2 separate regions of the Mus musculus genome follow, and region 2 is linked to region 1. Evidence: chromatin contacts called from public Hi-C data. All regions are on one chromosome and are shown on one strand. Each heading gives the region's core, a stretch centred on a gene start, on an enhancer-like site or on the middle of the called end of the contact. The rest is flanking DNA. Distances are from core to core; before and after follow the strand shown.

What was found. Hi-C and Micro-C count contacts between places; a contact is called where the count stands out from the background.
Region 2: a Hi-C map of cortical neurons shows a contact between it and region 1, with 4 times the contacts expected there. The contact joins the promoter of Cstdc2 here to the enhancer-like site in region 1. A contact is called at or near these places in 1 of 39 promoter capture datasets (pre-B cells), 2 of 15 datasets of contacts at CTCF or cohesin (large pre-B cells and pro-B cells), 3 of 484 Hi-C or Micro-C datasets (the N1E-115 cell line and cortical neurons) and 1 of 115 datasets of contacts at active chromatin or transcription factors (bone marrow-derived macrophages).

What each region holds. Positions count from the first base shown.
Region 1 is chr2:148,120,874-148,125,400 of GRCm38.p6, forward strand. No RefSeq gene overlaps it. Among named protein-coding and RNA genes, the nearest start is that of Gm24221, 28 kb to the right of the region's middle. Within about 2 kb of position 1,773, at least 44 of the 459 cell types and tissues checked have an H3K27ac peak or open chromatin away from gene starts, as enhancers often do. A contact at or near this core is called in cortical neurons, where this site is marked.
Region 2 is chr2:148,849,139-148,853,665 of GRCm38.p6, forward strand. It overlaps Cstdc2 (cystatin domain containing 2), which reads right to left and starts at 1,796. Exons shown (of 3, transcript NM_029960.3): 1 at 1,533-1,796. The coding sequence starts at 1,742.

The DNA of each region.
Region 1 (4,527 bases), core at 523-3,022:
CAAAACAAACAAACAAACAAACAAACAAACAAGAAGAGCTATATAGCTTTCTGAACAGTAGGACTGATGTGTACATGTGTACACGTTCAATTTGTTCTGTGCACTATCAAAGCTTGAGAGACCTTAGTGGCAGTTTTGGGTTCCTCTATCCCTCCTAAGGGTGGGCAGTCAATAGGCTTGTGTTGCCTTGACTAGAAGATTAAACAGCCAGAGCACCTCACCCCTAACAGCTTAAAATGACATACTGAGAACAGCAAGTATAATCCCCTTATGTTTACATGGTATGAGTGCCCTTTGAAAATCTGATTAGCTTTTTTAATTACCAGGGACCCTTTCAGCACTTAGCTGGGAAATTGCTGGATCTAATTAATACTTTCTGTGTGTCAGGAAAACACCATTTGCTTCACTATCCGTGCTCTCAGTTTTGGAGGCTTCAGAGTTCAGCACCCAAGTCGCATCTTGGCAATGTTCCCTTCTCTCTCACCATTGCTCTTCGTGCTGCTGCTGAACCATAAAGTGGACAAGAACTTTATGGATGGTCTTCCTAGGAGGGACAGATGTGCACCGAGTTTCATAAGTGCTAACTACAGTGGAAAGCTAGCACAGAAGAGACATGGGCAAGAAGAGGAGACAATCTTCAGATTGTCCCTACCAAGTGCTGTGGATGGAGGAACACTTCCCTATTTGGGACAGTGATTAAAATAAGTTATTCCCATGCTGTCTGAGAGCTGTGTGTTGCACAACTGGCAAAGAATGAGAACAAGAGCCTGGGGTTTGGGGGAGCTGGCATCTTTATTGAATGTTGTCTTGACCCTCATCTTCCACAGTGGCAGGTGTTTCATACAGACTTACTGTGTACCACTGTGAAGAGGTAGAGTCTTGACATTTAGTTCAGACAGCCAGACCCTTGGCAGTTCCTGTAAATCCAGGCAAAGAATGTCTATAGAAGCCACCTGGTGGATTGGTGAGGATGGGGCTAGGGGGCTCACTTTAGCAACTGCTTATATAGCCTTAGGGGGTCACGACTGCTTTCATACAAGACCACAAGCACCCAAACTTCCATCTCTTGGTGTTCAGATGATCAGAGCTGTGACTGGACAAAGAGCTGGAAGGCCCTGGAGAAGCCAGAGTTCAGACTGACACTCACATGTTCCTGCTTAGGGGAATACATACTCACCACTTCCATCTTCATGTGCTCTGGATCAGTGTGTGCACAGACTCTGAGATAATCAACAAGGGCTTCCTACAAATCCCATCAATCAATAATACTACTGCTACAAGTCTTTCCAGCACTGACAGGAAAAACAAGTCCTGACTCTGGGGGGTATCACAAGGACATTCTCAGTATAAAGTATTGTCAACTCGTGCATCCATGCTAATACAAAACTATCCAAATGCCTTAAAGAAGGTAAACGAGAAATCACGCCCGAGAGCCAACTTCAATGAAGCATAATTTGCAGCAGAGGGCAGCAGAAGACACCGTTTGGAAATTCAGTCTGCAACTGGGCACATCCTTCCCGTGCCACACCAGTCAGACCACACACACACACACACACACACACACACACACACACACACACACACACACACACACACATACACACACACACACACACACACACACACACACAGAGAGAGAGAGAGAGAGAGAGAGAGAGAGAGAGAGAGAGAGAGAGAGAGAGCGAGCAGATCTGTTTGCCAGGGCCTCACCCTTCTTACATGACCACTAGTCACTGGGCTGGTGAGCCACAGCTCAGGTCAGACAAGATGCTTTTCACTGGGGCCATCAGGAGGGTCGGGACAGGACTAAGGCGGAAATAGCTGGTTGGCGGCTCACTTCCCTATCCACGTGACCAGGCAGTGGAGCCCAGATGTTGTTAAGGTGGTAGGCGACCTTGGCTATTGTCCTGGTGCTAATGAGAATGCCTTGGGGTTTAGGCAGCTGCTTGTTTGGAGGAAGACAGAAAACTGTCAACCTGTGATTTCCTCCAGACCCTTAGTCCCTATAGGCAAAAGCCCCGGGTCTCCTCGCTGTGCATGGTTCAGGGGTTAGATGCCATCACCCTGACTCTTCTTAGAGTCCTCTGAAGCTGGGGTGAGTGTGTGATGACACTAACAACCGGGAGAGAAAAGACAGAGTCGGGACAAGCCTGGGAGAAAAAGCAGGCCCCATTGCAAGCACACGTCACTGCTTCTCGTTTCTAATATGTTCCATTAGCTCTCGGTATAATGTTTCCAAATGAGCCACAGCAGGGACTGTGGTACTCTTGTTTCTTCAGGGTTATTGATGAACCCTCTCTAACTTAGCTGTCCCTCTCTTTTTCTACCCCACCCCACCCCTGGTCTTTTCTTTCATTAAGAAATAATCCTATCTTCTTTTGTGACTTGAAATAACATCAATATCCTTAGACATTCATGCTTTTTTATTGCTATTATCTTTCTGTTTTTGAGACAGGACCCCACTCTGTATGTAGCTCGGGCTTGTCTTAGACTGGTAACCATTCTCCTGCTTCACCCTCCCAAGTGCAGGAGCGACCAGGCCTGACTACACCCTGTGTTTATATATTTAGCCCAACTCCTCTCCTAATCTCTCATGATTGCCTTGAAAATCATTCTGGGAAAAAAAAAGTAAATCATTCTAGAAAAATAAGACTAGGATGTTTAAGTATGTCTCAGGGTCATAGCTGATGAAGAATTCTTGTTTTTTAGGCTGGACCTAGTGAACCTTCTCTACACTGGTTAGTGTGAACTCCATCATCTTTCCCCATAACTTTTTATTGATTCCTTGTGAGTTTCACATCATGCACCCTAGCTAGTTTCACTCATCTCTCTCCCCCTGTATCTGCCCTCTGCCCTTGCAACCTCACCCCCCCCCTCCCCAGAAGAAAATAAACACTCAATCAATAAACAAACCAAAACGTCTCATTGTGGGAGCTGTAGTGTGTTGCAGTGCATCCCATAGTATAGCGTTCTATCCACACATCTTCACTTGCCAATGTTCATTGTTCAAGGCCTCTGGCTTCTGCCACACCATCAATATTGGATTCTCACTGGGTCTCCTCCCAGTTATCTCGTTGCTTCCCCTTTTGTGCACCACTAGGGTGAGCTCTTCAGCACTGCTCTGGCTAACCCACCCAAAGCAGACATCATCAGGAGGCAAGGCCATCTCACCTGTGCATCCAGAGCCAGCTCCTCCTTGCTTCCCAGTTGAAGTACCCAGGGCCTATTCTCCAAGTACTGCATGTAGTAAGGAGCTGGGCCAGCTCTCTCTCTCTTATATCCTCAGGGCTGGCTCACCCATGTCTTCACCATGAGGTCCAGCTCCTCTGTATTGCCCAGATAGAACTCCATCATCTTAATAGCTCAGGTCTTGGCTTGTCCTCTTATATGCCATACATACTCTGCCTGGACCAGATTGTTTGTCATCCCAGGATGCTAAGAGCAGAACCAGTTTCATCTCTCCTTTTATTTTCTCCAAACACCACAATTGAGTAGTTTTCCAGGCTTTTATACCTGTCCATCTATAGTCTATTATTAATAGGACATCAGGATAAGTGATCTCTTTAAAAATCTTAATCACTTGCTGTCAGGCCAGTACTTACAGCCTCTCCTGCTTCTGATTAATTCTGAATGAAGAGAAATTCCTGCAATGCCTTTCAAACCTGTCTGATCTGGGTCTTCAGTGTCAGCATCTGTGACTCTCCCTTCTACCCACTTTTGTCCACAGTGGCCTCTGTGATGCCAGGCTTACACATTCTTTCTCTACACTTGCTCATGCACTTCCCTTAAGCCATGGCTCATCTTCTCAGGGAAACATCCCAGCACATCCTTTAATTAATTCTGCCATACCCTCTCTCTCCAGCTCTGTCTTTTCTCTGTCCCACAACCTCATTGTTGGGATGATGGCCTGATCTTAGATTCTGCTTACTGGCTTCCAATTCCAGGATGTAGGTATGTTGTGGCCCATCCCTTGCTTTGTTCACTGATGTCACTGAGTCCCTAGAACAGTTACAGCACTTACAAATACTCGGCAAATCTTTTAACAGATACCGTTTAATCAATTGTCTTGTCTGTACAATGCCCTTCCTGAGATGTCTAGCTGTTTTAATCTGATTTGACCTAGATTAAAAACATCAGGGTGTGGAAAAAGAGAAGGACATTCCAATGAATTTGTACCATGGGCCATTTCATTAAAACTATTGTTCCAACCCAGATGTAGCTGTCTCTTGTGAGACTATGCCGGGGCCTAGCAAACACAGAAGTGGATGCTCACAGTCAGCTAATGGATGGATCACAGGGCTCCCAATGGAGGAGCTAGAGAAAGTACCCAAAGAGCTAAAGGAATCTGCAACCCTATAGGTGGATCAACATTATGAACTAACCAGTACCCCGGAGCTCTTGACTCTAGCTGCATATGTATCAAAAGATGGCCTAGTCGGCCATCACTGGAAAGAGAGGCCCATTGGACACGCAAACTTTATATGCCCCAGAACAGGGGAACACCAGGGCCAAAAAGGGGGAGTGGGT
Region 2 (4,527 bases), core at 546-3,045, 730 kb after region 1:
TTCCTTCTACTGTATCCCCTTTCTTCTTTGCCTAGTCTTTCACTCTTTCCATCCTTTCTTCCCACAAGACCAACTCTGTCTCTAGCAAAGTCATAGTCTTAGCTCACAGGTAAGGTTCCAGCATAAGAGACCTAACAGGACCAGCTAGGTGCTCTAAAGAGATTTCCAGAGGTCTCGGCTTTGTACAAGCCCTCTGCCTTTCCTTCCTCTGTTGAGGAAAGAGGAATCCTCCCCCATGACCATAGTGTGGCATTAGGAGATGAGCATTGCCATCCTGAGGACATTCTGTGGAGATTCATCACCATTTTAGGATGTTGGTGAATGGGCTATGTGAGCCTGCCAAGGACCCAGAGTAGAAGGGAATTAACTGAGATAAGGAGCTGAGCTGGTAGGTGGTTCTCAGGACAGTTAGCTTGTCCTGACAGTCAGCAAGTTTTCCCAGCCTACCTTTTGTTTCTCTTCCTTTCACTTCCTCATTTTTTCCAATGACTTGTTTGTGCATGTGTGTGCATAAAGCCTAGAGTGACAGCAGGAGTGTTCCTCAGCAGCTCTCCATCTTACCTTTTGACACGGGACATGTCACTGAAGCTGAGGCTGACTCACACTAGGCTGGTCAGTAGCTGGCCCTCTCCAGACTTTTCTGTCTCTGCCTTTCAGACACTGGGATTGCAGGTGTGCATCTCTGAGCCAGGCTTTTTACATAGGTGATGAGGATCCAAACTCTAGTCCTCATATTTGTGTGGTAAGCACTTTACTGACAGATCCCTCTGCAACCCTCAAACTGTTTTAATTTTTTAATATGCTTGTAAGTTGCCCATACTTCTCTAAAATATCACTTGAGCATGTTTCAGTAGAAACTCCAATTAAACTCATTTGATTATCATCATAATCAACAACAACAATAACAGCAACAATGTACAAAGTACAAAGACAAATACAAAAAGGTATGAGAAAAGAATTAAGCAAGGATGGAAGGGGTATACAGAGAGTAATGGGAGGCGAATATGGTGAAAATACATTATGTACATTTATGAAGTGTCATGATGAAATCTGTTATTGTGCATAATAAATATATGCTAGCAAAAACTTTTAAAGGTGCTTTTGACATATCTTCAGTCTTTGCCTATGGGATTTTTGTGTAAATATTTTCTTTGTTCAATAGAAAGATCTCCCTAGAAGTGCTTATTCTGTGAATTATTATTATTATTATTATTATTATTATTATATTGCATCAAAGTCCAGATCTTCCTGTACCAGCTTTCAAAATGCTGGAACTACATTTGTATACCACCATGCCTGATCTAAAATGTATTCTTTAATTAAGTAAGTACTATCATAAAACAGGATAATATTGCATAGTAATTTTTATGTGAGTAAACTTAATTCAAAAGAATATGTAACTTAGAAAAGCATTCTAAACAATGAAGCCAAATGATTTATATGTAACTCAGCCATGGGTTGCAAATGTCTAGCCAAGACAAAAGTGTCCTGCCTGCTTTATCAGAAAACAGCAAGTGGACAAGATCACCTACCTGTACTTTCAAGAAATTCATGATGTGTATCACCCTGTAGGCATATTCATCCTTGCTCTTTTTGTGGAATGCACTCAAAGCAAACTTCACTATGTCAGGTTCACTGACTAGTTTATCGAGTTCGAGAGTATCCTCTTCCGAACACCATGCCTGAGCTCCCTGGACATAGATACCAGAGAGAGCCAGTAATATTGTCCAGGGCAGAGCCATCTTCCCCGCTGGCGACAATATGATGCAGGTTCTGTCTCCTGTCTTTGCCCTTACAGCCCTGTTCCTTTAAGTCTAACCCTTAAATTAATTTCCTGGGCTCCAGACTCCTCCCTCTGGGGATTCTCTTGATCATCACTCCGAGTTCCTTCCCCCTTGGTACCACCTCCCTCAGTCAAAGCTGTTCATTTTCCTCCTGTCCCGGATGGAGCAAAGAGCACCCAGGCAGAGTGGTTTGTAAAGAACAAGTAAGATAAGAGATTGAGGGGCTCCTGATCTGAGTCCTACCACACTCACTACCTGTGACTCACTGGATAGAAGAGCCTTGAAGAGAACGCCCCATGGTCAGGTGCTGAAAGATTGATAACTGGCAGTGTTAGTGAAAGGCAATTTCTGGACGTGCCAGTAGAGGGAGACAGTGACTCAGGAAAAGACAGATTAAAATGGGAAGCATGAGAGCAACTTGATTTCTCTTTATGCTTGAGCTGCAGTGTGGCACAGGAGAGGCAGTTGTCTCCTCTTGAGTTGTTCCTAAGGAATGTTTCGCTGTGCCTATGTGATAGGGAACTTCCCCTATCCTCTCCTAGCCTGAATGAGCATCCTGGTGTAGGCTTCTAGGAGATGGCACCAACACTGAGGTGTCTAGAGTTCAGGAATCCAAGGTGCCAATTATGCCCTCTTGTGGCCATAATTACGAAAGCTCGGGCAGCAAATTGGACTGGCACATCGAAACACCACATTCTCTTTAAAAGAAGACTGAGGCCTTGTCTTCATGGTAAAGTGTGCCTTCAGACTGCATCAGCATCTACATGTAATGTTTGGGGACTGTGAGCGCTGACTCTACCCAGCATGTCCATACTCTGCTGCGATACTGCCCCAGCCTTTTGAAGTGGTAGCTGAGATGGAACACAGAGTTGGACAACAGTCAAAAGACTGATGGTCTTGTAACTCTAACTGTACTGGGGCTAGAAGCTGATGGCTTCTTTTCTCCTTAACCCTCTGTGCTTTATTAAACACTGGGAACTTAACTCTTTATTACTGTTCTGTGCTTAAATATGGACTAATAACTATCATTGTTCCGTGCTTCAATAAAAGCTGAAAACCTAACTCTTTTTTGAAAAAATTTTTATTAGATATTTTCTTTATTTACATTTCAAATGCTATCCCCTTTCCTGGTTTCCCCTCTGAAACACCCTATCCCATCCTCTCTCTCCCCCTGCTTCTATGAGAGTGTTCCCCCACCCACCTACCCATTCCTGCTTCCATGTCTTGGCATTCCCTTACACTGGGGCATCGACCTTCACAGGACCAATGGCCTCTCCTCCCATTGATGCCCCACAAGGCCCTCCTCTGCTACATATGTGGCTGGAGCCATGGGTCTCTCTTTGGATGGTGGTTTAGTCCCTAGGGGTTCTGGGGAGCTCTGCTTGGTTCATATTGTTGTTCCTCCTATGGGGCTGCAAACCCCTTCAGCTCCTTGGGTCCTTTCTCTAACTCCTCCATTGGGGGCCCTGTGTTCCATCCTATAGATGACTGTGAGTATCCACCTCTGTATTTGTCAGGCTCTGACAGAGCCTCTCTGGAGACAGCTATATCAGGCTCCTGTGAGCAAGCACTTCTTGGCATCCACAGTAGTGTCTGGGGAAAACCTAACTCTTAATGCTTAAATAAGAGCTGTGGAAACTTCATTTTTTTATTTCTCTTATTATTTGTACTTAAATAAGCTCAAATGTCTGGCTATTAACACATGATGTTTAGCTGCGGGGGAATTAAGTAAAAGGATGCATTGGTAGAGCTCCTTTCTTGGGTGAGTTAACCTCCTGGCCAGGTGAGAGGCTTGGAGCTCATTAACTCTTTTTGAATCAGAGAGAAAAGAAAGAAAAGGAAAGAAGTTACACAGACAACACATACACCCTAGGTGAAGCAGAAAATGTCTGCACCAGCCTTTTTAAAATTTATTATTGCTTTAGGCTTCTTATATAGCTTTTTGACAAAAAGTTCTTTGTATAAGAAAGAATACCTCTTAGCTAAAATGTTACAAAAAAAGGCGGGGGGGGGGGGTTACAGAAAGGTATCAATAACAAGTTCAAAGCAGTGTTTCACACAGTAAGCTCATTATAAGTTCAAAGTAACAGTTTTTACATGGCCTTGCCTTATCACAGTACACACCTGTGACTTCATCCTTGGATCTGAATGTTTTTTCTTGAACACAGATTTGTTTCAAGCCTATTTCTCTTTTTAGTGTAATTATGAAAGCTCATTTAATTTCTTACTCTGCACTTTTTACTTACTATTAGGAGTAGTGGACACATTCTATTCTTGATTTTTACTTTATTACATCTTTTTAGCAAAACAACTAAGACAATCTCCTAAAGATTTCTTCCTAAAATTAGTTGAATTAAATCAGGAATTCTACAAATTATTAATTCATCTAAACAGCATTAATTCGTGAAAATTCATCTCCATGTTTATCTGCAGGAAACTTGCCCAATAGGTGTGAGCGCCCGACTCCCCAGCAAGAACAACGCCACAATAAGATCCTTCTGCACACGTTTATTGGGAGAGCTTGATTACAGAGGCGAAAGACCCTGAGCCCAGAAATGGTGCTGCTTATATAGGCCTAGAAGTGACATGTCCATACCTGATTGGTTATGCTACCAGTACCTCATTAATATGCGTCGGGCCAGGCAGTGAGTCGGCAAAAAAAAAACTCTTATGCACATGCGCACATTGGTTGTTTACCCATAATCATGGGTGGTGGCCAGTGGTAGCCAGCGCCATCTTGTAA